Regions from separate parts of the Ctenopharyngodon idella genome. Here region 2 is linked to region 1. Evidence: chromatin contacts called from public Hi-C data. All regions are on one chromosome and are shown on one strand. The core of a region is the stretch at or near the end of the contact, and the rest is flanking DNA. Distances in the headings are between cores, read along the strand shown. Region 1 holds the start of cd180 (CD180 molecule). Region 2 holds the start of slc30a5 (solute carrier family 30 member 5).

The links. A called contact is a pair of places that touch in the nucleus more often than the background predicts.
Region 2: a contact with region 1 is called in a Hi-C map of muscle, with 5 times the contacts expected there. The contact joins the promoter of slc30a5 here to the promoter of cd180 in region 1. A contact is called at or near these places in 2 of 2 Hi-C or Micro-C datasets (both in muscle).

The regions. Positions count from the first base shown.
Region 1 is chr5:9,965,421-9,970,822 of HZGC01, reverse strand. cd180 (CD180 molecule) reads left to right here and starts at 2,282. Exons shown (of 3, transcript XM_051893892.1): 1 at 2,282-2,478; 2 at 2,624-2,784; 3 at 2,886-4,870. The coding sequence starts at 2,377. The coding sequence ends at 4,617. mast4 (microtubule associated serine/threonine kinase family member 4) reads right to left here. Exons shown (of 29, transcript XM_051893878.1): 29 at 4,868-5,402.
Region 2 is chr5:10,131,688-10,136,735 of HZGC01, reverse strand. It overlaps slc30a5 (solute carrier family 30 member 5), which reads right to left and starts at 1,296. Exons shown (of 17, transcript XM_051893887.1): 1 at 1,156-1,296; 2 at 595-856; 3 at 1-58. The coding sequence starts at 665.

The sequences.
Region 1 (5,402 bases), core at 1,033-3,532:
AGACCACATAATGTTTTCTGCCTTTGGGAATTTTATAAGACATTTTTTTTTTTTTTTTCCTGGCCATGAGAAAACAAAATGAATTTCACCATGCGGCTACACTGTAAAAAAATATTTTCATGATTTGTTATCATAACAATTTCTCTTTTGTCAAATCTACTTAGATATTTAATGTGGTTCAGATAACATAATATTTTGAATTTCTGTTGATTAAACCAATCACCTTCATTGTATTAACTCACATTTTTAATTTCAATGAACTCAAAATTTTAAGGCAACCAGGTAACTTACTTTTTAAGTTAAACCAACAGTTCAGTGTACAGATTCCGTCAAAACGTTACAGTTAATTCACTGAGTACTGCTGAACAGTCTCCAAACTGTGTACAGCACATTGCTGTCAGAATGTTTTTATCATTTTGTTTAATTTCTTTGAAGGACAGTTGAAAGACAACTATGGAATTTCCATTAATTTGTTGGAAATTATGGCTATATTTGTTACTCATGATGTTTTATACACACATGCCTGGTAAAAACCCATTTTCCCTAGTATTTGAAATCAGTTGAAATGACACTAAACAAAAGTTTCTTGGGGAAATTTTCAAAATTATTACTTTTGCTGAAACCCTGCCATGTGTATTGCCATGTGTTTCTGAGTCAAATGTCATAATGCAGATGATCATCGGTGCGTCCTTTTCACGGTTCCCTTTTTTTTAGCTTCCTTCCTTATAGTAACTGTGACATCTGACACGTTCAAGCTTTACTTTTACAATGACTATCCACAATATTTAACAATCTTACAAATTCAACCTACAGTAAACCTTTTGTAAAAGAGTAATGAGATGAAAAATATATTCAGAAAAATTAGCAATTATATAAATTAGATATGTGAAGATTACCCATAAAGACATGAAATGTGTCAAATACATTATAATTATATAATGCATATATCAATACAAATCCATTAAACCAATTGGTAGTCCACCCTACAGGAAGTCATTAAATCCTGTCTAGTGTATTAACATTTGGATTTGAAAACACAGTAATCCTCTGGCTCCACTGAGACACTATAATCTGAAAAAAGATTTATTTCTATTTATATGTACATTATAATGAGTGTCGTCTTTATCTCTCAATTGGATGTAAGGGTTGCGTAACTGCCAACATCACATTTTTTTCACCCTATTACAGAGGAAAGCAAAGACAGCAAAATAACGCCCCCTACTGGAAGGTTGTTTCTATTGCAAGGCTTCATGACATGAGGGACTTTGGATTGACCATGTTTTCAGTGCAAACATGATGCCACAAGTCAGTGCCCAGTTCAGAAGTTAAAAAAACATGTATTTATACAATTATATAGGTCTAATAATATATAAAGCCTAATATTATATGTACCTATGTTTAAATAGGCATGATTTCGCCTCTGTTTTATAAAATGGACACTTTTTATGCACAACTTGTTTGCTTTTACAACTTTGTTGGTAAAAAAAATTGTTACTTTAGAAATATCATTGCTATATTGTAGCATTGACAAGTTTATGCGACCCTCAATGTTTCTGTGTGTTTAGAATTGTCTCAGTGTGTGTGAGAGTTAAGGAGGTGCATTAATTCAGAACAGCGATTAAACTGACGTGAACTGTTTATTCAACAGTTTGAACGCACACCTTCCAGCCAAATATAAAGGCACACCCTCTTCTACTTTGATCAGGTCATAAATACCACACAATGGTCTCACTACCTCTATAATTAGTCATGTCCAGCAAGATAAACTTAAAATGAAATTATTTACCATAGATCAGTGGTGACATTAATATGTGACAGTGTTGTAGTAGTAGTGGTGGTGAAAGTGGTTTTGTGACATTATAATATTAATTAAAACAAACAAACAAAAAAAAACAAAAAAAAAAACAATTCAATTTGTTTTATCTGGTGTATTTGCAGTTTGCAGACCCATAGTGTAGGAACCACCTTTTACCTTTGGCCTTTCAGTATGCTTAAAGGGATAGTTCACCCAAAAATGAAAATTCTATCATAATTTCCTCACCTTTAAGTTGTCCCACTTTTCTGAATCAAATTTGAACCTAAATATTTGAGGGTACAATGTGGACATTTGCCATAAATAAACAAATGTTGTTATGGATGTGCTAAATGGACCCATACTGGCTGTTCTAGTTACATTCTGAGATAACCGTACTACTGTTTAGGGCAAGGGAAACAACCCATTTTCCTCTAATCATACAGAAAACCATTGTTGGGATGGGAAGTTTTTGCTGAATATAGGAAGTTACTGAAGAGAAGTTACTGCTTTTAAATAGTTCCTCTATTTTATCTATATATTTGAATGAAGAGGAGACATTGTTCTCTTCTGTCCTGTAAACTATGGAGAGGCATTTTGTTTTTTACATGTTATGTTACACTATTCTGTTTCACTTTTTAACCCATAATGAAGCAACACCATGGGCTAAGAGACAATGTCAACAGGTAAATTTATGGTTGTTTATGTTGCATGATTTTCAACATGATGGACAAAAGTGAACCATGAATATACTGTTAATGTGAAGTTTTATCTTATGTTGTACTGTTCAATTTAGCATTTATAATTGTTTTTTTTTTTGTTTTTTTTTAGATAGCTAATGGCTATGATTGTAGTGATATGGACCTACAATTCATTCCAGATGAGGTACCAAATTCTGTCCAAATTTTTAAATTTAGCTTCAACTACTTGCCGGCCCTATACAACTTCACTTTTCAGAGGCTAAATAACTTGCATTCGTTAGACCTGACAAGGTGAGCACAGCTAGTTTTCTTTGAAGTTGAATTGAAACAGTGTATCAGAGAATGTAATGTTTCTTCTTCTGTTTCTTACACTCAAACCTTATAACTTACAGATGTGGCATCACTTTCATGTATGAAGACATTTTTATACATCAGCCTGACTTGGAGGTCCTAATCCTAATTGGAAACCCACTCGTGTTCATCGCAGGTAGAGCTTTTTCTGGACCACTAGCATTGAAATATCTCAGCCTAACTCAGTCAAAAATCAAAAGCCTATCAGACATCCCATCAGAAAATCTTGCATATTTGGAGGTTCTGGAGCTTGGGGGAAGTGGCATTCGCTCATTAGATGGACTAAGCAATTTCCACTGGCAAAACTTGAAGAGCCTGCAGCTGGAAATGAACTCTATAGACCGGATAAATCTGACTGACTTACAACCAATTCACAATGTGGTCGGAATGAGCATCAGCTTCAAAGGAAACGATTTTGTCAATATAGAACCAGGTGCTTTTAAGTCACTGAACTTGAGTAGTCTTGACTTCAGTGGCTGCTTCAGCAAAATGACTTTCTCCTCCGTACTGAGAGGGCTTGAAGGCATTAAAACCAACAAACTGAAGCTGGGATTGTATGAAACCGATTCAAATGTGCACATACCATCAGCTGCTCTACAATCTTTTTGCAAGATCACCGTTACTGACCTAGATTTCCAGCTTCAGCATTTCTTAGACCTAAATAATTCTACATTTCATTGCCTTGAAGGGCTTAAAAAGCTTGACCTTACCAGAGCCCACCTGGATTCATTGCCCTTTAACATGACTGGCCTGTCCACCTTGTCCCATCTGGTGCTAGATGAGAATAGATTTTCAGATGTCTGCCACATCAACACCGGAATCTTTTCTGTGCTTACGCACTTGTCCGTGAGCGGGAACGCGAAGCAACTCGGATTCAGCAATGGATGCTTGGAGAGTCTCAGAGTCCTAGAGGAGCTGGATCTCAGTCTTAGTTTAGTAAAACCAATAGGACCCTGTTGTAATGACCAGCTGTTTGGTTTGGGTGAGCTGAAGCTCCTCAATCTCAGCTATAGCTCACCAATGATCTGGAGTTCACAGCCTTTCAGTGCGACTCCACAGCTGGAGCACTTGGACTTCAGCTATTCACTCTACACTCTGAACGACAGCTCACCATTCAGCAATCTACAAAGTCTCCGAACTCTAAATCTTTCCTGGTCAAATACAAATCTGACAAATATACACATCTTCAATGGCTTGAAAACCTTACAACTCCTCAATTTGAAGGGAAACCCCATTCAAGGAGGGGTTCTTACAGAGACAGAGCTCTTTAAATCTGTCCCTCTTTTGGAAACCCTCATTCTATCTTCATGTAAAATAACTGCCTTTGAAGAGAACTTGTTTAAAGGCCTCACACATCTCAGGCAAGTAGATCTGAGTGAAAACAAGCTTGTCAAATTGAGCACTTCAGGATTTTACTCCCTGGAGTTTCTCCAACTTAACTTTGCCAGTAATGCCATTGTGATAGTGGATGTTGGAAGTGTCATGAATTTGGGAAAAGAAAGTACTGTTGATCTGAGCTACAATCCCCTAGCATGCAACTGTAGCAACATTCAGTTCATCAACTGGGTTAAGAAAAACACAATCAAAGTAAAACACTTAATGGAGACAGTTTGTAATGCTACAAGAACAAGGATTATTGATGCTAAACTTCAGTGTGGATTCCCTGTTGGTGTACTTGCATTTGTTATAATTCTAATTGTGATTGTAATTGCATCTGCCATTTTTTGCCTTGTGAGGAGAATTAGAAGTTATTCAAGATACACACAGCTGTAAATTCAGACGTTTGTTTGGGCTCCCTTCTAATGTGGGCTACTCAAATATAACATTAATGTTTGCTTTAAGTTGGAGATAAAAGTTGGCTACTGACAGCATTAAAGCCTTTAAAAAAATTTGAAATTCAGAGTTTTTAAATAACAGATATAGGTCTAATGTCACTTTTCAATCTTGTTAACTACCTTGATTATTTTGTTTGAGATGTTTAAAGTAATTTAGAAGCAAAAGGACAATAAAATACAATAAAAGGTAATTTTGACATGCCTTTTTATTTTCAGTATTATACAACTTTAGAAGTATAAATATTTCTATAGTATACAACATCTATGACATCCATAGAGCTTTCTGTGGGTGATGTACAAAACTCAAAACCACATCTTTTATTGCACAGATCCTAAAAGACAATGATAAGCAGAGTCATCTACATAAACACTGTTTTCACACATAGAGAGAGGAAAGAAAACCCCAGGAAACAAGCAAGAACATACTGAACTGGAAAGACAACAAACAATTAGGCTACCACACCGACGGTCTTCAACAGCAAGTGTCCGCTAAGAGGAACTCACACACGCACGGCGATCACAGCATAACTGTCTGTGACGTAGCACATTAATTTGGCAAATAACACAAATGTACAAAATATACATCCATGAAGAGGTTGTAAACAAGCATTTAATGTGCTTCTTTAAGGATTCAAACATTAATTGTCAGAAAAGGAAGGGGGGTAAAAAAAAGAAATAAACAAAATAAATGTCTGGGTTTAATTCATGGCAATATTATTGATA
Region 2 (5,048 bases), core at 47-2,546, 170 kb before region 1:
TATCCCAAAAGCCTTCAGTAGCTTGGTAAAGTAGAGTAATACTATGTACCGGGTCAGTCTGGAAAGAAAGAAAGAAAAAAAATAACAACATTCAGTTGATTCAAAGCAGAAAATTACACAAATAAAGCTGAGCTATTCTTATCAAAAAACAAAACCTACAATTACCATAAAATACCATGGAAAACATAGCAATGCCATAGGTTTGGGACACTACCATTATGGTAATACCAAAGCATTCTCTTGTCTACCACATTCAGAAAGACCATGCAGACACCTTAAAAAGTACTAAAGTGATATGTACAGTGTCAGGATGCATCACATAGTAATGTTATGTATGGTACAAATATGTATGGTACAAAAACATACAATGGACAATAGTATTTACTGGTATTTCAAGAATACTGAGGTAGCCATTCAATAGATAATCCCCTAAAAGACATTAGCAATTACAAAAACTTTGTTTTCTTAAACATGGTACCGTGGTAAAAGCAGCGTCACCATCTCATAACATCAGTGTTACATCGTACTGCCATATACATAGTGCTAGTTGTGTAAGAGAATTTAGTGTAATATTTGGACACACTTCTGTCTTACCTGGCATCTGGAGCCTCAACTCGCCCCAACTTCCCACTGGAAATAACATTACTGCTGTATTTTTCATCCATACTTCGGCTGTTGTGTGTTTATTTCTTAGATTTTTCACTGTTTATCTAAGAGCTCATCTTTGAGAAACAAAAGCTGTTATCTGCCTAACTGCGTTAGCCTGTTTAGACAGCTGAAACCGCAAATAACAGCACAACTCAGGGCTCTTTGGTGCTGAAAACGCTAATGTACTGGTAATCCACAGCGGTGAACCCTGAAATAAAAAACCGTTGATTATCGAAATACATTCTGAATGATATATCTATTTTCACTGGCTAGCAGCTACATTATGAACTGAGGTGGTAGTTGAAGTGACGTGAACATTTCCTCACATATGGCTACCATCTATGAAGCCTTTCAAAATAAAAGTCATGTATCGCCGAGACAATTCACATAAAATATACAAAATATATTATTTCTGAATACAGAAATTATAATTTTATTGCTAATTGTGATATATGTTAAATGAACCATAAACAGAAAATTATATGCCTTTTGATTTAAACATCTTACTTTGACTTTTCAAGAGCTTTGAAATCCGGTTGTAACGTCATGATCCATGTGTAAAAGCTGCGTTTCAGAGATTGGCTGTGTTCGAAATGGCACAGTAACTTACTACTTAATGATTACTGCCCAGCATACAGTGCATAGTGCCTACTATTTTTCTAAGAACAGTGTGTGAAATAGTATACAATATGTAACGAATAATGTTTTAGTAGTATGCTACAGTGCTGTCACATGACAAACATTGAACATTAATTCAACACAGCTTTGCAGGTTGTTGCCTTACAAATAAATAAATGTGCTAACCATTATTTTTTATGTGGAAACCTGAGTGAAAATGTCCTACCTTTCGACTGTCCTTACCAACGGTCTTGATCTAACCCATAAAATTCTGTTTGTTGGTGTAAAGTCCAGTTGAGTTGGTGAAATATTTCACTTAAAAGCAGTTGATTAAATTAAATTTTGCTCAGCAAAAAATGTACACTGAAAAAATGTTAACAAAAAAAAATGTGCTTAATGTGGTGACGTAAATTAACTGGTTTGACTCAAGTTAAAAATATAATTAGCCTACCATGATTGAATCAAATTCACTAGGTTAGCTAATTTTAATGGTTCAGGTAACAAATTGTGTGTAGAATACTGTGTAGAATACTTCAATTATATAGGTAAAAATAACTCATTATAGTTGGGTTTTCCAAAACATCACAAATAATTCTCCTAAGATTTATGATAGATTATTCCATTAGGTAAACAGGCTATATTTTGTCAGCATAAATATATATATATTGATATGCTAATAATATATGGTTTTATTTGTCAAGAGAATATTTCATATAACTAACTCAACCCAGGCAGCATCAAAATTATAATTTGAAGTTTCAGATAAAGCACATATGTTACTATGAAGTGCACATTTCCCAAAAACAGATTGGTCATCATTACAAGACCTGTAATAGTTGTGGGAATGTATCAACGTTCTGTTCCAGTATCTTAACATATGGCCATGAACTACTATGGATACATTTGGTAGATCATAAACCACTACTATTGTTTATTTTAGGACACTTTTGTCTCTAGTTTACATGTATATGTGTACTTACAAAAGTGTAACATTTATAATTATTCGCCGCCTCCAGTTCACTCACGCCACACTCTTCACAAAGATGAAATGTCACATGGAGCACATTGCATTGTGGGAAACAGTATCCCATGCAATGTCCTCAGATGCATACATCAGATTTCAGCAAATGTAGTAGGCAATCCAGGAATTCCATGCATACAGAAAATTCACATACTATTCATGGTATACACATTGCACACTGCAGTATAGTAGGAGTTGCATCTTAGTGTGCAATTCCAAACACAGCTTCCATACTGATTTCAGTGTACTTGAGTTGTATTTAGCAGATTCTGGCAAATATAGTAGGTCATCTGGGTATTCCATGTGTAACCCCTTTACCCTCACCCCCCTAAACCTCACTCCCATCCGGGTCATGGCACCAATGTAACCCCTCTACCCAGGTCCTACTCGCCCCGCTCTGCACGGGCCTCGAACCCAGGTCTCTGGCGTAGGAGTCGGACGCTCTAACAAGGAAGCTAAAGGCTGCAACCCCTAGTGTCAGTCGATAGAGCATCTCTTGAGATCAGAGGAGTGAGGTTTACTTGCACAGCGACTACTAGCTGGCCTCCGTTACACATGCATACAGAACATTTGCATACTACGCGCATTATAGGTACTGCAGAAATAGTAAGAGTAGTATGAAAGTGCCATTTTGAACACAGCCATGGTCCTCACACGAGATTCAAGGGGCGAGGTTGGATCATACCTGTCAACACTCCCGTTTTTCCCGGTAGTCTCCCGTATTTCACACCCATCTCCTGCCCCCCTCCCGTTTTGCTATTTCTCCCGGGAAACTCCCGTAATTTGTATGGCCCAAACCTCGTTATATGAATAATCACATAAATATATTCCAAGGTTATTCCAATCAAGGCAAGCATCACAATAAACCTCACAAGAATCGAAAATGGGCTTCTTTCCCATAAACTGGAGTGAGATAGACATCACGTCTCTGTCGCGATCTTTCCTGGCGTTCTGTGGCGCGTGACAGTGCCATCAGTTCAAGCAGAGCGCACGAACCGATCATCTCTTCTACTTTACTAGTTACAACATGAAATAAACATGAATGAACCTCTGAAGGTATGTTGAAAGATACAGTACAACTTAACAAATCCGTATCATGTCTCACGTAATTGCTCAATGAGTGTTTCAACCGCGGAAAGACGTCAATAAAACAGATTGTGAAAAATGTCACATTTACTGTCCCCTTTACCTCAGAAAATCCGTACAGTGTCCAAAAACTTGTTAGTCAGCTACAAAAATGAACTTAGAGAGGAGCATTTTGCTAAATATATGCACTATAGGCTATTGCATATCCCTTATATTTGTGCTTAACATGTTCTTCAATATTGAATGTATGTTTGAATAAATCCGTTTTATGACAGCCACCATTTAAATGTTTATATTGGCTAAAAAACGAGTAGAAACATAATTAAGTCATTAAAAATGTATTATAATGTTGTTTTTAAAACTTCTTTATGTTCTTTATATAGCTTACAAATCGATTAATTTGAACCTTTAATAATATAATGATGTACCAACTGTTGCTAATATATAGTTTACAGCATTAATTGAGAGATATTTTTTTCTTTGAGGAAATTTGCCATGTACTTAACCTTACAGACCCCAAATTAATCAATATTGAATTGAAGGTAATCAAACCTAAATCAAATCGCAAGCTGCTGAATCGAAATCGAATCCAATTGTGAAATTTGTGTCAATGCCCAGCCCTAGTGTCAATAGGTCTATATATATATTTTTTTTTTACTTGAATCAAATGTTGTTTTTCCCATTTATTTTCTTATAAAATCTATGAGTGCACCAAAATGCTTCCTTTACATGTTAAAAATCACAAAAATTTTCTCATGGGGGACGATTCCCCCAGACCCCCCTACAATTATTTAGTTTGTCACCTTTTTCACCTCTTCTGAGTTTGCAGGTCTGATTTTTACCTAGGAAAGTTGTATTTATGATAATTCCAAGAGCACGTGAAGGCAGCATAAATCACAAACGGCACAGAGGGGCACGCCGGCCATTTCGACCTTCAGTGTAATGTTATTGTATGTGTAATGTATTAACCATAGTGAAACCATAGTGGACGTTATCGAGTGAACTCTTTCAATCCCACAATGCACCGTAAAAACGAGTGTACAACCGATGTACGCTCAATGGCTAGAGAATACCCATAATGCACTGTCATTTCAAATTTAATGCCTGCTACAGGTCTCAAAAAAGTTGGCACGGGGGCAACAAATGGCTGAAAAAGCAAGACATTTTGAAAAGATTCAGCTGGGAGAACATCTAGCAACTAATTAAGTTAATTGATATCAGGTCTATAACATGATTAGCTATAAAAGGGATGTCTTAGAGAGGCAGAGTCTCTCAGAAGTAAAGATGGGCAGAGGCTCTCCAATTTGTGAAAGAGTGCATAAAAAGATTGTGGAATACTTTAAAAAATACAATGTTCCTCAACGTCAAATTGCAAAGGCTTTGCAAATCTCATCATCTTCAGTGCATAACATCATCAAAAGATCCAGAGAAACTGGAGAAATCTCTGTGCGTAAGGGACAAGGCTGAAGACCTTTATTGTCCGTGGTCTTCAGGCCCTCAGACGACACTGCATCACTCATCGGCATAATTCTGTCAATGACATTACTAAATGGCCTAGGAATACTTCCAGAAACCACTGTCGGTAAACACAATCTGCCGTGCCATCTGCAGATGCCAACTAAAGCTCTATCATGCAAAAAGGAAAGCGTATGTGAACATGGTCCAGAAGCGCCGT